Regions from separate parts of the Sus scrofa genome. Here all the other regions are linked to region 1. A link is a contact called in public promoter capture Hi-C and targeted proximity ligation data. All regions are on one chromosome and are shown on one strand. The core of a region is the stretch at or near the end of the contact, and the rest is flanking DNA. Distances in the headings are between cores, read along the strand shown. Region 1 holds the start of FAM98A (protein FAM98A). Region 2 holds the start of TTC27 (tetratricopeptide repeat protein 27). Region 3 overlaps TTC27 (tetratricopeptide repeat protein 27).

Evidence for each region. Promoter capture Hi-C pulls out the DNA fragments that hold promoters and counts their contacts.
Region 2: a contact with region 1 is called in a promoter capture Hi-C map of liver, with 4 times the contacts expected there. A contact is called at or near these places in 1 of 5 promoter capture datasets (liver) and 1 of 2 datasets of targeted methods (skeletal muscle).
Region 3: a contact with region 1 is called in a targeted proximity ligation map of alveolar macrophages. A contact is called at or near these places in 1 of 5 promoter capture datasets (liver), 5 of 47 Hi-C or Micro-C datasets (embryonic fibroblasts, epiblast stem cells, fetal skeletal muscle and 2 more) and 1 of 2 datasets of targeted methods (alveolar macrophages).

What each region holds. Positions count from the first base shown.
Region 1 is chr3:106,060,297-106,062,836 of Sscrofa11.1, reverse strand. FAM98A (protein FAM98A) reads right to left here and starts at 1,270. Exons shown (of 8, transcript XM_003125249.5): 1 at 1,113-1,270. The coding sequence starts at 1,165.
Region 2 is chr3:106,997,863-107,000,402 of Sscrofa11.1, reverse strand. It overlaps TTC27 (tetratricopeptide repeat protein 27), which reads left to right and starts at 1,278. Exons shown (of 21, transcript XM_021087655.1): 1 at 1,278-1,582. The coding sequence starts at 1,483.
Region 3 is chr3:106,857,847-106,860,386 of Sscrofa11.1, reverse strand. All of the region lies in intron 14 of TTC27 (tetratricopeptide repeat protein 27), which reads left to right. Among named protein-coding and RNA genes, the nearest start is that of LTBP1, 130 kb to the right of the region's middle.

The DNA.
Region 1 (2,540 bases), core at 21-2,520:
GTCTGACTTTATTCATGAAAATTCAGAGCAAGCTCCAAAGAAAAGAGCAATGGTAATTCATATTGACAGAAAAAGATAAGCACAACCACTGCCTTTCCTAAAAATGGGCAGACTTTGGGAACCCTTGTTCTTTTAATACTAAAGTAAGCTTTCCCCCAAAGGCTTCCATGGCATGGAAAAACCTAGAGGAAGGTTTTGATAAGAGACTTGTTACTTTTATAGTTTTCTAAATCCGTATTTTTTTTTTTTAAGCTGTACTGTGGGCAAATATTTAATTATACAATTTGTTTCTGGACAGCATTTAGCCCAAGAAATTCTAAGTTCTCAAGTTTTAAGAGAGTACACTGATCTGGGTGACCCAGTGAGATAAGCAGCCTTATTTCCAGCTTCCAGATACTGATGAATTATGGCTGGGTTAACTGTCAGGGGGAGACAAAAATGCACAACAAATACGCTGGGACTTGGTGGGTGAGGATGCCCCTAAGACTAAGAGCTAATGGCGGCTCAGTGAAGGTGTGTCAGAGTCAAGGGAAACAGCGAGTGGTTCCCATGAAGGTGGTGACAGGTTAGGTGTATAAGTGAGCTGGCTGGCAGAACGGATGCAGCGCAGACATGTGCCTTAGGGAAGCCTGGGTGCATGCAGACATGACTGGGCAAAGGAGATTTTCTGAGCGAAGTGGGGTGGGGTAGGAGCAGGGGCTCAAGACAGAAGCAGGAAGTTTGGAGGACAAGTAGGAAAACAGAGAATCAACTTTGGCAACCTCCAGAGTGAGGGGGTAGGGCAGAAGGATGGGGAGCACGGAGAGAAGCTGGGGAGGGGGGTGGCGTGAACCAGAGCCCAGACAATGACACGCATGACTGACAAACGCTGCGGGAAACTTGGCTGCACCGAGCACAGGGCAGGCCTAGGGGCGTCGCAGCCGGAGGGCCCCGACCCAGCAGAGCAGGCAGTGGACGTGGCATTGGGGTCCTGGAGGTATAGGGAGGCGACAGCCAGGAGCCACGGGGTGAGGCGTGGAGAGGCAGGTGTCGCTGACTGAGGTGGAGAAGGAGTTTTCGGGCCGGTGGGCGACAGTGTGGGGTTTGGGAGACCCGTGCCCTGGCAGTCTTACCCTAGATCTTCCAACGACTCCAAGATGTCAGACTCCAAGAGGTCACACTCCATGCTACTGTGGTATTCAAATTTCCGAGTCGTCAGGCTCCCCTCTTCGCCGGCAACGCGTACACTCGCGCATGCGCTGCTTCCCCGGAACTTCCAAATCGACAGCTGGCGCCTCAGTCCATGCACTGCGCATGTCCGGAGCGTGCGTAAGAAACTTGGTCCCGCCTGCCGGCCCGCCCCGGCCGCCTGAAAGATGGTCAGGCGACACTACACGCACATGCGTATTACTGAATAGTGAAGCCGACGGCCCCAAGAAGGGCAGGAGGACTGGCTGCGTGGCAGCTGGGCGTGGGGACCTGGCGAGGGCCGGGGGCGCTCTAATTTTTCCTAATTGGGTGTGCGCATGTGCGAAGCTTGGGGCGAGGCGGGCGGGGAAGGATCCTCGGGCGGGGGAGGGTGGGGGTCCATAGAGTTGGGTGGGCGTTTGCTGTGAAACTGACTGTCTGGATCCCAGTCGCCTGAGTGGGTGACCAGCCTTACCTGTGGGCCGTAGAGAGGGAGAAGTTCGTTCGCTCTAATTCCTTAGAACAGGGCTAGAGACGGGACAAGTGCCGAGAATGGCAGATAACATGCCGTCGGAGTTCCTGGTGGCTGCAGTAGCTGTATTTCGGAGTTAAGGAGTAAACTTTCCCTTGACACGGATGTATTCAGAAAGTTGATTCATTCCGTTCCTTTGCCGTTCTCTACCAGACTTCTTAAGCCCTTCCCAGACACTAAGAATCTTTATTTTAAAGGGGTGGGGGAGGGAGGTAAGAGGGGGGCCTTCGCTGTGTGTCAATATCAAATAGGATGGAATATATTTAAACCCACGCAGTTTAAAGGGTAAATAAACTTTTTGTTGTACCGTTATCGATTTGGCATTTTTTGGCATGGTGTGACACTCGCATCACGATGGGCTGTGGTTTCTTGGCAGTTACTGGTTGGGTATGTACTTAGAATTTATTGAAAAAAATGAGAAAAATTGTTTTCGAAGTGATGGCATATTTAGAAAATTACATTTAACTATAAATGGGCATAATTGTGCACTGTGTAGGCATTAAAGAGTTTTCACACTGCTATCAGTAAATTTTATTTTGTAGTTCTCAAATATTTTGGTATCTAATGGATAAATGCTCCTTATTCTTCATAGTACCTTTAAAATTCCTTATTTTGCACCATCTGGAATGAGGGAAGGAATTAACATTTATTATGTATCTACTGTGTGTTTGAATTGTATTATTTCCTTGATCGGTGTTATTTTATGCAATCATCATAAGGCTGTGTAAGTATTACTCCCATTTTGCAGGTGAGGACACTAAGGCTTAGTTGGCTTGTCTATCAAAAATGGTAAGACCTGGCTTTTGAAACTGAGATATCTCTAAATTCATATTTATTCTTA
Region 2 (2,540 bases), core at 29-2,528, 940 kb before region 1:
ATGCACCAATCAAATACAGATCCCTGCATAAATACCTTTTAATTACTTTTCAATGAGAAAACAGTCTGGGGCATCTACTCTTCTCTCACAACTCAAGTCTGGCTTCCTTTGGCATCTGCTGGCAGTGGGTGATCTGAGCTGAGCACCTCTTCCTTCTAAAAGCTGGAGGGGCTCTGGGTACTGAGGAAGAAAGTGAATTAAGAGTTTCCCTTCTCGGAGTTCCTGGTGCGGCTCAGTGCAAACAAATCTGACTAGCTTCCATAAGGACACAGGTTTGATCCCTGGCTTCGCTCAGCGGGTTAAGGATCCAGCATTGCTCATGAGCTGTGGTGCAGGTTGAAGACGCGGCTAGGATTTAACGTTGCTGTGGCTGTGGTGTAGGCTGGCAGCTGCAGCTCCGATTTGACTCCTAGGCTGGGAACATCCAAATGCCAGCGACTTCGGACACTTTGGGGAAAAAAAAAAAAAAGAATTTCGCTTCTCGCCTTGGAGCTGGTAATGGGCAAGGCTCCTCCAGAACTGCATTTGATTCCTACTTGAGTCCCTTGTGATCAGTGTCACCCTGCAGCTTTCTCCTGGTTCGTGTATGGCAACACACTCACAGTGCAGGCTGCATGCTAACTGGAGGCAGAATCCTGCCCCACCAAGTCAAGCTCTCAGAGCTCGGTCTTGACCATGAAGATTTAAGGACCTGACAGCTCTGGGCCCAGCAGCAGGCACTCAGGGCTGGCAGATTTCTTCAGTGTTCGCCGTCTAGCCTCCGAAAGCTTCTCTGCACCAGCGGCCGGGCCAGATGTCCCACCCAGTCATGATTTATGTAGCGGCAGCATCAAAACCTGATATTTCATTTACACTTGAATTCATTCCAGAATAAAGACCTCTGCTGAGGGCGTTCTTAACCTGGGGTTCACGGACTCCACTCAGAGGATCTAACTCCCTGAAATGCTACGGCAGTGTTGGTATAAAGGCTCACGTGCTTTTAAGGAAAAGACTACGGCTTTCGTTAGGTAGTCAGGACGGTTCTGAGTGAAAGAGTTTAGCGATCAAAGCCTCAGACATTTCAGTTGTATCTCATCTGGGCAAGACTGCAACATTCCACATCACTTCAACCCGCCCTCCGCAGCTCCAGCAGCTCCTCCCTCCAGGAGCCAGGGCTGAAGTAGACCGCGCGCTCTAAGCAAAGCCCTCCTCTTCCTCCTCGTCCGGAGCAGGGCATCCCCACTGGGCATGCTCGTAGCAAGGACTTGGGTTGGCCGCCAAGGCGGAAACTGGGCCGGAGAAAGCGTGTGTGTTTCCCAGGGTTCTCCGCGCTCCTGTCATGGCGGCCCCCTTGTGCCGGTATCCACACATGGGGTTCTAGGGCTGTGGATGTGTTCACAGGAACTGTCGCCACTAGTCTTCTGCGTCTTTGGACTCTCATCTTTCCACTTTCTTTGGTTGGCTCCTGTGTCACTCTTGTAGGAACGTCTTCTGGCTGCAGGGATGTCTGGGGTGATGTGGACCCCGGAGCTGGCAGTTCTGAGAGGCTTCTCCACTGAAGCTGAGAGGAAGCAGTGGAAGCAGGACGGAGTCGTTGGTTTGGGTGAGAGGGGTGCACCTGCCAGGGAAAGACTTAGGCCAGCGTGGGACTGTGGGGAGAAGTGGTGGCGGCGACTGGGTTCTCATACCTCGTGGTTTTATTTTTTTCCCACCAAAATCTAGGCTTTGGGTTGTTGCATACTTGATATGGTGGGCGTGGTCCCCAAGCTACATGCCTGTCTTCTCACCGTCCAGGTTCAGTAATAATAACAATGCCAATTATTTTTCTAAACTCTTGACATTTATTCAGCCATTTAATCCTTATAATAGGTTCCACTTCCATTCTCATTTTCCAGATGAAGTCCTTTAAGTACAGATTTGTTACGTAATTTATTCAAGGTCACACAGCTGGTAAGCACAACAGGTGAAACGAGGCAACAAAGATGTAATCTTGTAAGCAAAGCACATAGTGGGATATAGGCACTTCTGGTTGGGGGATTTAGGCTAGACACAGAGAAGGAGGAATGACAATTTAGGACAGTATGTAAGTGATCTCTGTGTATGTGTGTGTGCACTCGAGTTTGTGTGTGTACATAATAGGTTTCAGGAGAGAAGTTTCTGAAATCTGGTTATGGAAAAGTCTTATGGAAGAAATCAAACTTGACCTGATTTTTGATTAAAGAATAAGACTGACAAGTAAGGCAGGAATGTGCATTGGGATATTAGGGAAACTGTGAGTGAACCAGCTTTTCATTGGGCGGGGGGACAGTAGGGATAGGAGGAGTCAGACAGGGATAGGAAGCTTTCTGAGGAAACTTTTTTTTGTCAGTAGGAATCCTTTAAGATTCCCAGCAGAAGGGTGATGTTACTTGCTAATGAAGAATATTATTTCTGAGTCTAACTTCTGCCTTGCTGCACATAGTGTAGATAGGCTTCTAATCTAGGAGAAGTGATGTTTGTATAACGATAGAAATTTTCTCGGTGCTTTGTGATTGTTGTATAGCAAACATTCTAAGTATATA
Region 3 (2,540 bases), core at 22-2,521, 800 kb before region 1:
AAACACCTGGGTTATCTCACATTGTGAATTCTCTGGAAGGCGTGGGCATGTAGAAGAACCAGTAGTAACCAAATCTAGGACGTGAATAAGAGGAGGCCACTCAGCAGTTAATAGGCTTCCTAGTGAAAGAAAAAAGCATAAAATTTAGTTGCCCCTCTCGTTTAAAGGAAGACACTGAAATAGAGGAAACTTTGAGAGAGAGAAGCTGACAGCTTAAGACGTGTGTTTCCTTAGGGAGGAGAACTTAGTGTTCAGTAAATGAGAAATTTGGTTGCGAAAGGGTTGGTAGTACACATTTTTAAAAAATATGAGCACGAAGCATCCCTTCAGGAAAAGCTACTACCAAAACAGCATTGATATCTCTCTTGGTTTTGGCTTGGGTCATTTCCTGTATAATGAAGACACATTCAAAAACTTATCTGCATTTGGGGTCATGGGAATGACTCAGGGATGTGGAAGGGAGAGCATGGAGAGTGTAGCTTTCAGTTATAATGTGTGATACTGTATCATATGGGACCTCAGAAAAATTCAGTAAATCCTATAAGGAAAATAAATGAAAAGAGTGAAGCTACTGATAATTATTATTTGGATTCCCTTAATTTCTTTCTTTTTTTTTTTTATTGAAGTATAGTTGATTTACAGTGTTGTGAAGCTATTCTGCAGAAACCTTGGGAAGGAAGCCAATTTGAGTAGTAAGCTCATAATTTAAGGAAGAAAAGTGTAACAAACAAAGGGCATCTTGCAGAGGTGCTTTAAATACCCTTGTAAAAAATAACTTTGTAAAAGTAATCCATGCCCATTGTCCAGTGGTGCTTAATCCTCAGAGGAGCATGCTGTTTAACCTCTTTTTGTTGTTGTTGTTGTTTTTTTGGCCACCCTGAGGCGTATGGAGTTCCCGGGCCAGGGATCAGATCCGAGCCGCAGTTGCGACCCAAACTGCAACTGTGGCAACACTGGATCCTTTACCCACTGTGCTGGGCATTGAACCTGCCTTCCAGTGCTCCCAAGACACTGCCAATCCTGTTGTGCCCCAGCAGGAACTCCTTAACTTCTGTTTTAATTATTGAGGTTTACTAAGTATTGTAGTCACTTTCTTCATCACATGGATTGCACAACAGGAACCAGGAACCATTGTGTGGCTTTAGGCAAATCACTTCTTATTAGGCCTTTTTCCTCTCAGCTTCTTTTCAGTGATTTCTAAGGCCTCTGGTTGAATTGATTTCCTCCTAGTTGGTCAAACTTGCTGTTCTATTTGCATCATCAGTATATTTGTTTTACCGCTAGATGGCACCAATGTACCTTTGAACCCTGTCACCTCTGAGTTTTAAAAATCTGGGGTCTGAAGGGGCCCTGGAAGTTTTGCTTAATCCACTGTCAGTTAAATGACTGGGCAACTGAGACTCAGGTTAAGTGACATGACCAAGGTCATATGGTTCCTCAGAACCTCTTGAATCCAGTCTTTCCCTCTCTTCCACTGTTTCTCTAGGGAGCTTTGTGAGGGTAATTTAATGAGAGATCATGTTCTCAACTATCCCAGCTTTTGATAATAGTTTTAAAATAACTTAAAACTATTCTTTAAGTACATGTATCATCACATGCATTTCCGTATTGGCTCCTTTAGAGGAAAAAGCTTAGACTACCGCCTTCTAAAGATCACTGCCCTGCCTATAGCCAGCCTGCCTTCACAGTTTGCCCTGGAAATAAGCTGCACAGAAATCTCAACCAGAGCCCCTCTGTCAGATGATTACCTTTCTCCATTCTTGCCCAGTGCCTTGGTAAGAGGTTTGCCTTTCAGCTCTTTCCTCCAGCTAAGCGTGGGCATCCACTCTTCTGCTTTGTCTTTGTCCACTTGCCTAATCAGGAGAGGTGCGTGGGAGGAGGGAGGAGTAGCTAACGCCCAGCTTCTTTAAAAAATCAATCTCCCAGGTTTTCCCATGTGTACTAGAGTCTTGCCTGCCCCTCACCCGCCCCCCACCAGTCTCTCTCCTGACTTGGCCATGAGTCATGGCTATGTGTGGGCAGAAGGTAAGCGGGAGGCAGCGTGGGCCTTTGGAGAGATGGGCTCTGGAGTCCCACTGACCAGGCCTCCAATCCCTTTTCTATCCCTGACTGACTCTGTGGTCATGGTCACATCTTGAATGAGGGTAATATTTACTACCTTGCAAGGCTGTTGTGGGGAGTGGATGAGGTGATGTGTGAAAACTCAGGCTATCAGCGCTTGGCACGCATAATACATGCTCACTAAGGGCTAATTATTCTGGCTGCTGTCATATGAAGAGGAACAAGAGGGACTATAGTATATGAATGTTGGAGCCCATGGGAAGCTCTCTACTAGAGGAGCTAGTTTTTTTAATGGAGAAAAAAAGGGAGACATGTCGATAGGCCAGGATCTATGCCAGTGCCTTGGAGAAATAGTGTAGAACCATGCTGCCCAGTACGGGAGCCACATGCAGTTAAGCACTTAAAATGTGGCTGGTCAAATTGAGATGTGCAGTAACTGTAGAACACATCAGGTTTCAAAGACTCTGCGTGAGAAAAAT